Linked DNA regions of Hordeum vulgare: region 1 is linked to region 2. The links are chromatin contacts, called in public Hi-C maps. All regions are on one chromosome and are shown on one strand. Each heading gives the region's core, a stretch centred on a gene start, on an enhancer-like site or on the middle of the called end of the contact. The rest is flanking DNA. Distances are from core to core; before and after follow the strand shown. Region 1 holds the start of LOC123402281 (inorganic pyrophosphatase TTM1-like). Region 2 has its middle 160 kb from the start of LOC123401730.

Region 1 (3,432 bases), core at 464-2,963, 390 kb after region 2:
ATGTTCCTCATAGTGCAAAATATTATCCATGTGAACATGGGGAAATACAAATCTGACATCGGTCCAAATGTGGCCAAAATTCTGGTGCCACCCATGCTACATCGAGATTTTTGTGCATGTTGAGGGTTGTCCTATTTACAACTTATTGAAGTTACATATAAGTTATATCGATGAAATTTATATGTATTTTAGACTGTAGACTGCTAGTTGATTTTGATAAAAAAAAACACAAGATTTCTACTGGAAGTTAAAAGATAATGATCCAAAAACAAAATTGTAAAGCTATTCTTTTAAATGACAACGCCCAAAGAAGCCAACCTGAATGGTCTGGATTTGTTGATGAGTAGGTTTGAAATTTACTTCTCATGAATGTGATCACATCCACCACACGGCATACCACATATAAATCTATCTGGAAAGGCATCACGACCGGCTTATCGCTTCACGTAACATTTGTCGTTTTCGTTGCCTTTTTAACTAAAAATTGTTTGCATACACTTATGGCAACAAGTGTAGTCGTGACCATATATGCTTCAATGCACATCGTTTTTTTTAATCAAATTGTGCAAGTTTGATAGTTTTTGGTCGATGCATCTTAGCTTAATAGCATACAAGAAAATAGCGCCCCCTTTATTATCATCTCTCATGGTGTTGCTTTCTTCATAATCACTCCATGTGCCACTCTCTTACATAACACTCACGACAAATAATCTTTTCATAACCCTCAAGGATATCCCGGTAAGACAAAGTTTGATATTTCATTCGTCTGACTTGATTATTAATATATATTTTCAACTTTGTTCAACAATTTCATATTGTACCACAAGATTTTGCATATATTTTCACAAACATATGCAATTATATGTCATCTACAAGAGTTGAGTTAGTTGTCTAGAATTCTTTTCGAAGGAAGTTGGTTATTTCTTCCCCGTTATCCAGTGGCGGGGCTTCATGTGTACCTACGTGGCCCTCTCCCCCCAAGCTCATAGGAATATGTCCATTTCATAATGTAGTGCATGCAATTTTTTGTTAAAGTCAAACCTCACAAATTTTGATCAAGTTTGTGAAGAAAAATATTTTCATTTAAAATGTCAAACATATATCATTAGATTCATCGTAAGATGTAATTTTATATTTTTACATATTTGTTGTTGTAGATACACATAATTTTCTCCATAAACTTGATTAAAGTTTGTAAAATTTGACTTTAAAAAAATTCTACGTGCACTACATTATTGAATGGAGGGAATATATTAAGGTGGTGCCACTATAGAAGAGTTTAATCCCGGTCTCGCCACCTAAGTTGCATAATGATAAACTGTAGAAAAAGTAGTATCATGATTAAAGATGAATAAATCGAAAGTTCTCACATAAAATATTTTGAATAATGTCATTCATAAAAATAAAATACTCGCTCCGATATATTATTACCTATTTTGGATTTGTATACGTACGGATATATCTAACATTAAATGTGTTTAAACATGTTTAATTATATTTGTATCTAGATAAATCTAAGACAAATAATATGAATGGGGAAGGTACTTCTAATATCATGCGTGTGCAATTTCTGTGATGGTGTATGGAGCAAGACGAGGACAGGCGATATCCGGCAATCATGACAAAAATTTCCATTGATGTTCGACGCCTGGCATACGCTGTGAGGCTTCAAAAATATCAAGTGCATATATAGAAACCAGCCTGCGCGGAGCCCTAAAGGAGCACAAACGAAGCAGCAAAAAAAGGCAGGAAACTATTCCTCTCTGGATTGCGGAAACAAATCACGGAAACCTAGAAAGAAATCGTCTACCCGTTTTTTTCTCATTCTTTCTGCCCCCAAAAAACAGGCTCCGGATCCGAAACTCCCATCCAGCTGCCAAAAACACCCCTCCCCCCTCCCCTCCCTTCCTTCCTCCAGCTTCTCCTACTCGATCGAAGCCGAGCAGCGGCGCCTGACACGGAGAACAGGGGCGACCGGAGCCCTTCTCCCCCGCCTCCGCCCCTCCGGTGAGATACCCTCCTCATTTTCCCGATCGTCTCCGGCCTCCCCGCTTCTCCTCCCGCCGCCGCCGCCAAAATCGCGGCCTCGCCCCATTGCGCCGCGGTTCTCCTCCTCCCCACAGGACGGCGCGGTTGGTTCCCGGGACGGACTCCTCGAGCGTGGGCTCCTCCCCACGCCCCTTCAAATTATTCTTGTGGAACTGAACCCACACGCCCCACGTTAAGGCCCGCCCGCCCGCCCCTGCAGCTCTGCGGCGGGTTCATGCCTGGATTACTCGCGGGTTTGTTTGGTAGTAGTAGGTTAGTTACCCATCTGCGAGAGTTGGGTACCTTGTCATTCAGTGGACGACAATTCACGTGGAAAGTTTCAGTACCTTGATGTAACCTGCACGGGGCCCCGAAGCCCATCCCCCCTCTAGTTGCAAGGTCCCTCTCCTGTCTGTCCCGTAATAGAGTTCGGCTGCAAGGTCCATGTACTGCCTGTCCCTTGTTAGCTGTGCTCGTGTCGTCCCTCACCTGTGCGCAAAGGATTACCAGTAGACTAGTTAACTGTGTCCTGTCTGTCTCTTGATAGATTTCAGTTGCACAATTGTCGGGACGGTGAGAAATTCAGCAATCCCAGAGACGTGATGATTTCAGTTACAGTTCCTTTATTATGTTCTGGTACACAACATTTCTTTCAGCATCTCATTGTTGACTCTTGATACTTAAGGTTCTTTGTTGCAGGTTAAAGTTGTCTTGGAGACTTCTTTTGAATGGAGCGTAGTGATTCCCTGTCCGAGTCGCCAAGGAAGCGGAATGGCCTTCTGCGAGACCAGGTGCAGCTGGTGAAAAGGAAGGACACAAGCCGCTATGAGATCGTCCCCTTTCCAGAGCCACTGTCTTTTGAGAAAGGCTTCTTTGTCATGATCCGCGCCATCCAGCTCCTGGTGCAGAACAATGAAGGGATAATATTTGTGGGAGTTGCTGGCCCCTCTGGGGCTGGTAAGACGGTGTTTACCGAGAAGGTCCTCAATTTCATGCCCAGTGTTGCTGTGATATCAATGGACAACTACAATGATGCAAGTCGCATAGTTGATGGCAATTTTGATGGTAACCCAACTTATCTGGATGACTACTTCTTTTATAATAGCAAGATTCATGTAATAAGAAATATGTATAATTTACAGTACATAATCTGTGCATTATCTTATGGTTCTTTACCTGGAACCACATGTCTCTGCAGTAACAATAACTTAACTATTGCATATGATTTAATATAATGGAAGCATTAGTAAGTTTTTGCAAAACTGTATTCATCGAGGCAGTGGTGGTGCTAAGTGCTAACTAGAGTAACTGATGTTTGTATTTGTAATTTTTTGTCAGATCCACGTCTAACAGACTATGACACACTGTTGGAAAATATTCATGGTCTGAAGGAAGGAAGGTCCG
Region 2 (3,971 bases), core at 211-2,710:
TGCATGATTTAAATGAAACTAACCCACACTCATATCGTTTTCAGCAAAACTATCATAGTATTATTTTTTATGAAAAAACAAAAGTTCTCAGAATTGAACGAAATTTTACACAAAGTTATACTGGAATATATAAAAAATACTGATGCAAAGAACTACTAGAGGGGGGCACGAGAGAATCACAAGCTCAAGGGTGCCCGAGTGAGCTTGTGGGTTCCATGAGCCTCCAGCTAACCTAATTTCACCTCTAGATATACCGTCTTCCTGAGAAAGAAATTAGAGAGAAAGTTTCATCGCGTTTTATGATGCGGAGTCGTTGTCACCTCTTACTCTTTGTCGGGATGCGTGATCCGGAGTTCGTTCGGGTCTCCGGAGAGGGCAAATCATCATCTTTCTCATCATCAACCATTCTTCATCAACAACATCCTGATGTTTACCATGAGGAGTGAGTAATCTCATCATAGGCGTACTCGAGGTAGATGGAGATGGATGAAATTCGTCATGTAATCGAGTCAATTTGTTAATGCTTGATCTCTACTATCCTCGTGTGAGATTTATGTTGCTATGACTTTAATATGCTTAATACTTGTCATTAGGATTCGAGAAACATGATCTCCCATTACTCCTCCTTGCGCTCACTACGGGGTCAAGTTGAGTCGGCCCATGCAAACAAAAGAGAAATCATACGCAAAACATCTGCAAAAAAAAAAGCACTCTACGCGTTTTAAACTCGCGCAATTCCACAAATGTACGAGCTGTGTTGACCACCCGAGCTACTTGCCTTTAGTGACAGGTAACAACGCCAATTAAGTGATAACCATGTCAGCACGCTATTTATTGCACATAATTGTACCAATTAATATTTACTAAATTATTTGGTTAAAAAATCATGAATTTGAATGTTTCATAGATTTCGAGAAAGGTTCATCGATTTTCAAGAAAAGTTCACAATCATGAAGCAAAGTTCATAAATTTGACAAAAAGTTCATGAAATTTGAAAAAATGTTAGTGTATTTAAAATTCACAAAATTTCAGAAATGTTCATTAAAATTTCAATGAATTTGAAAAAAAGTTCACCCAAAAAATCAAAGATTTTTTAAAAAGTTCATTCGATTTGAAACTTTTCAATAGATTTGAAACATAAGTTCGTGGGTTTTAGAAAACAAAGGTCATCAATGCTTTTTAAAAATCTCAAATTTTCAAAAAAGTTCATAAATTCGAGAAAAGTTCATGGTTTTCTGAAAATATTTTTTTATTTTGAAGAAACAGTTCATCATTTTATAATTGCTCATTTATTAAAAATAAATAAAGAAGAAAAAAATAAAAAAAATAAACACAAACAAGAGAAAGTATAAAAAGAAAAAAAGAATCTGTTGTGCATAAGTTCGAGATGAACATGCTGGTCTCGAGTTCGGCTTGTCGTACTGCGAACCATTTTTTGCACTTTAGCAGATATAAGAAAAAACGCAAAATGGGTCGGCCCATCTTGAGGCAGAGGGAGTGCGCTCCAAACGCCCGCTCGCGAGAAGACCTATAGCTGGCGCCTCAAACGCCAAATAGGAACTACGAATTCTAGGCCTTTAATGCTCTTGGAAAACAAGATCTTTTTACAGACTTGCAATGGCTGGGTTGCTTGGAATACCCTATTTGCCGTTTGCTGCATCCAACTGCCGGCGCTTTGCATAGGAGAGCGACCGAGCAACGAGGCAACGGACCGGTCCGTTTAACCGTTCCTACGCGCTCCGGTTTTTGGAACATCCAGCCAGTTTTTTTGGTTTTGGAGAACTTCTAGTAGGTTCCCAGAACCGGTTTTTTATTTGTTCTGTTTTTTCTGTTCCTTTTTTCTTTTCTCCCATTTCCCCTTTTTCAGTTTCCTTTTCTTTTGTTTATATTTATTTTTTATTTATTTAAAATCCCGGCATAATTCAGGAAAAAATACGGTTTCAAAATTTGTGCACAATTCGAAAAATATTTACGGTTTGAAAATTCATTCACAATAAGGAAAATGCTTACGATTTTAAAATTTGTTCATGATTTTGTAATTTTGTGTACAAATTTGAAATTTTCTCATGTTTCAAAATTGGTTAACAATTTGTAAAATGTTCATGGTTTTTAAATTTGTTCACAATTCAAAAAGTGTTCCAACTTCATAAAAAAATCCCAAATTTGAAAATAAATACGTTACAAAAATTGTTCACAATTCTAAAAAGGTTCACCATTTCATAATTTTCTTCACGAATTTGAAATTTATTCGCAATTCGAAAAATGTTTGTGGTTTCAAAATTTGTTCGCATATATGAAAAATGTTCAGAAATTTATAATTTTGTTCATGAATTTTACATTCGTTTCTGTTTCCAAAATCGTTCAAATTTGAAAAATGTTCAAACTTTTACAATATTGTTCATTAATTTGAATTTTGTTCATGTTTACAAATTTGTTTACAAATCAAAAAAGTTGTGCGGTTTCAAAATTTGTTCGCAGATTTAAAAAATGTTCACAATTTTATAATTTTGTTCATGAATTTGAAATTTATTCAGGTTTCAAAATTTGTTCATAAATGAAAAATGTTTACCATATCACAATTTGTTCACAATTCGAAAAATGATCACTATTTTTAATTTTGGTTAATTAATTTGGAACAATATTCTGGATTTTCAAAAAATGTTTTTGTTTTACAAAAACTTCTGCTCACACTTTCATAAATTGTTCAAGTTTTCATAAAAAATGGTTCACGAATTCAAACAATATTCACCTTTATGTCACGACTTCAACATTGCTTGCAATTTCCAAGAAATATCTTCCAAAACCTCAACGGTATTATGTCTTCTTATAGCGTTTTGACCTTTGATGTTCAGGTGGTGCTGTGTGGTGGAATAGACAGTTGTGATTTTTATCAATTATGAGGTGGCGGGTTCAATTCCTTAGAACCGCTGTTGATTTTTATCAATTTTTTGTCCTCGTGACAAGAAACAAAACAGCCGGCGGTTTGGTGGGATGGCCCAGCATTATGTCGCCCCTGTTAATAGGGAATTTTCTGTTCGACGGAAAATCCCTATTTGTCGTGCGTTGCGTCAAAATGCTGCAGCTTCGCATAGGAACCTTCTAGACATTTTCAGGATTGTGCCGGCCTGTTTAACCGTTTCAGTGTTTCCGGTTTAGATGTTTCCAGCCGGTTTTTTCTGATTTTGGGAACTTTCTTGAAATTGTTCTGGATTTTTAAAAAAGATTTGGATATTGAAAAAATGTTTTAGAATTTTAAAAAAGGTTTCATACTTTGGAAAATGATAGAAACTTGAAAAAATGTTCCAGAATATAAAAAAATGTTTTAGAATTTTAAAATGTTTCGGAGTTTGAAAAAATGTTCTGCTATTTGAAAAAATATTCTTGGATTTCAAAAAATGTTCCAAAATTTGAAAAAATGTCCAGAATTGTGAAATATATTCTGGAATTTGAAAAAATGTTCCGAAATTTGAAAAAATGTTTTTACTCTGGAATTTGGAAAAATGTTCCGAAATTTGAAAAAAATGTTCTGGAATTTGAAAAATGTTCCGGAAATTTAAAAAACGGTCTGAAATTTTACAAGAATTTCTGGAATTTAAAAATGTTTTAGAATCTGAAAAATGTTCTGGAATTTGAAAAATTTCTCTGTATTTGAGAAAAAAGTCTGGAATTTGAAAATTGTTCCTGAGTTTGAGAAAACTGTTTCGCAACTTGAATCTTTTCCAGAATTTTCAAAAGATTTTGTACATATTTTACATATGTTAGAGAATTGAAAAAAGATTTTGTACATATTTTAGAAAAATGTTCCTGTTAAACAATTTTTTCTCATAATTCAAAAAATGTTTGTGCTTGAAAAATGTTCCTGTCAAATGTTCCTGTTTCAAAATTGTTCTCTTTTCATAAATTTTGTTCTCAAGATTAAAAAATGTTCACGCTTCCAAAAACTTTCACGTTATTTATTTATTTTTTAAATT

The links. A called contact is a pair of places that touch in the nucleus more often than the background predicts.
Region 1: a contact with region 2 is called in a Hi-C map of leaf, with 2.8 times the contacts expected there. The contact joins the promoter of LOC123402281 here to the enhancer-like site in region 2. A contact is called at or near these places in 2 of 6 Hi-C or Micro-C datasets (leaf and seedling) and 1 of 1 datasets of contacts at active chromatin or transcription factors (embryo).

The regions. Positions count from the first base shown.
Region 1 is chr6H:465,732,895-465,736,326 of MorexV3_pseudomolecules_assembly, forward strand. It overlaps LOC123402281 (inorganic pyrophosphatase TTM1-like), which reads left to right and starts at 1,714. Exons shown (of 12, transcript XM_045096183.1): 1 at 1,714-2,007; 2 at 2,714-3,093; 3 at 3,367-3,432. The coding sequence starts at 2,757.
Region 2 is chr6H:465,340,686-465,344,656 of MorexV3_pseudomolecules_assembly, forward strand. No RefSeq gene overlaps it. Among protein-coding and RNA genes, the nearest start is that of LOC123401730, 160 kb to the right of the region's middle. Within about 2 kb of position 1,461, at least 1 of the 3 cell types and tissues checked has open chromatin away from gene starts, as enhancers often do. A contact at or near this core is called in leaf, where this site is marked.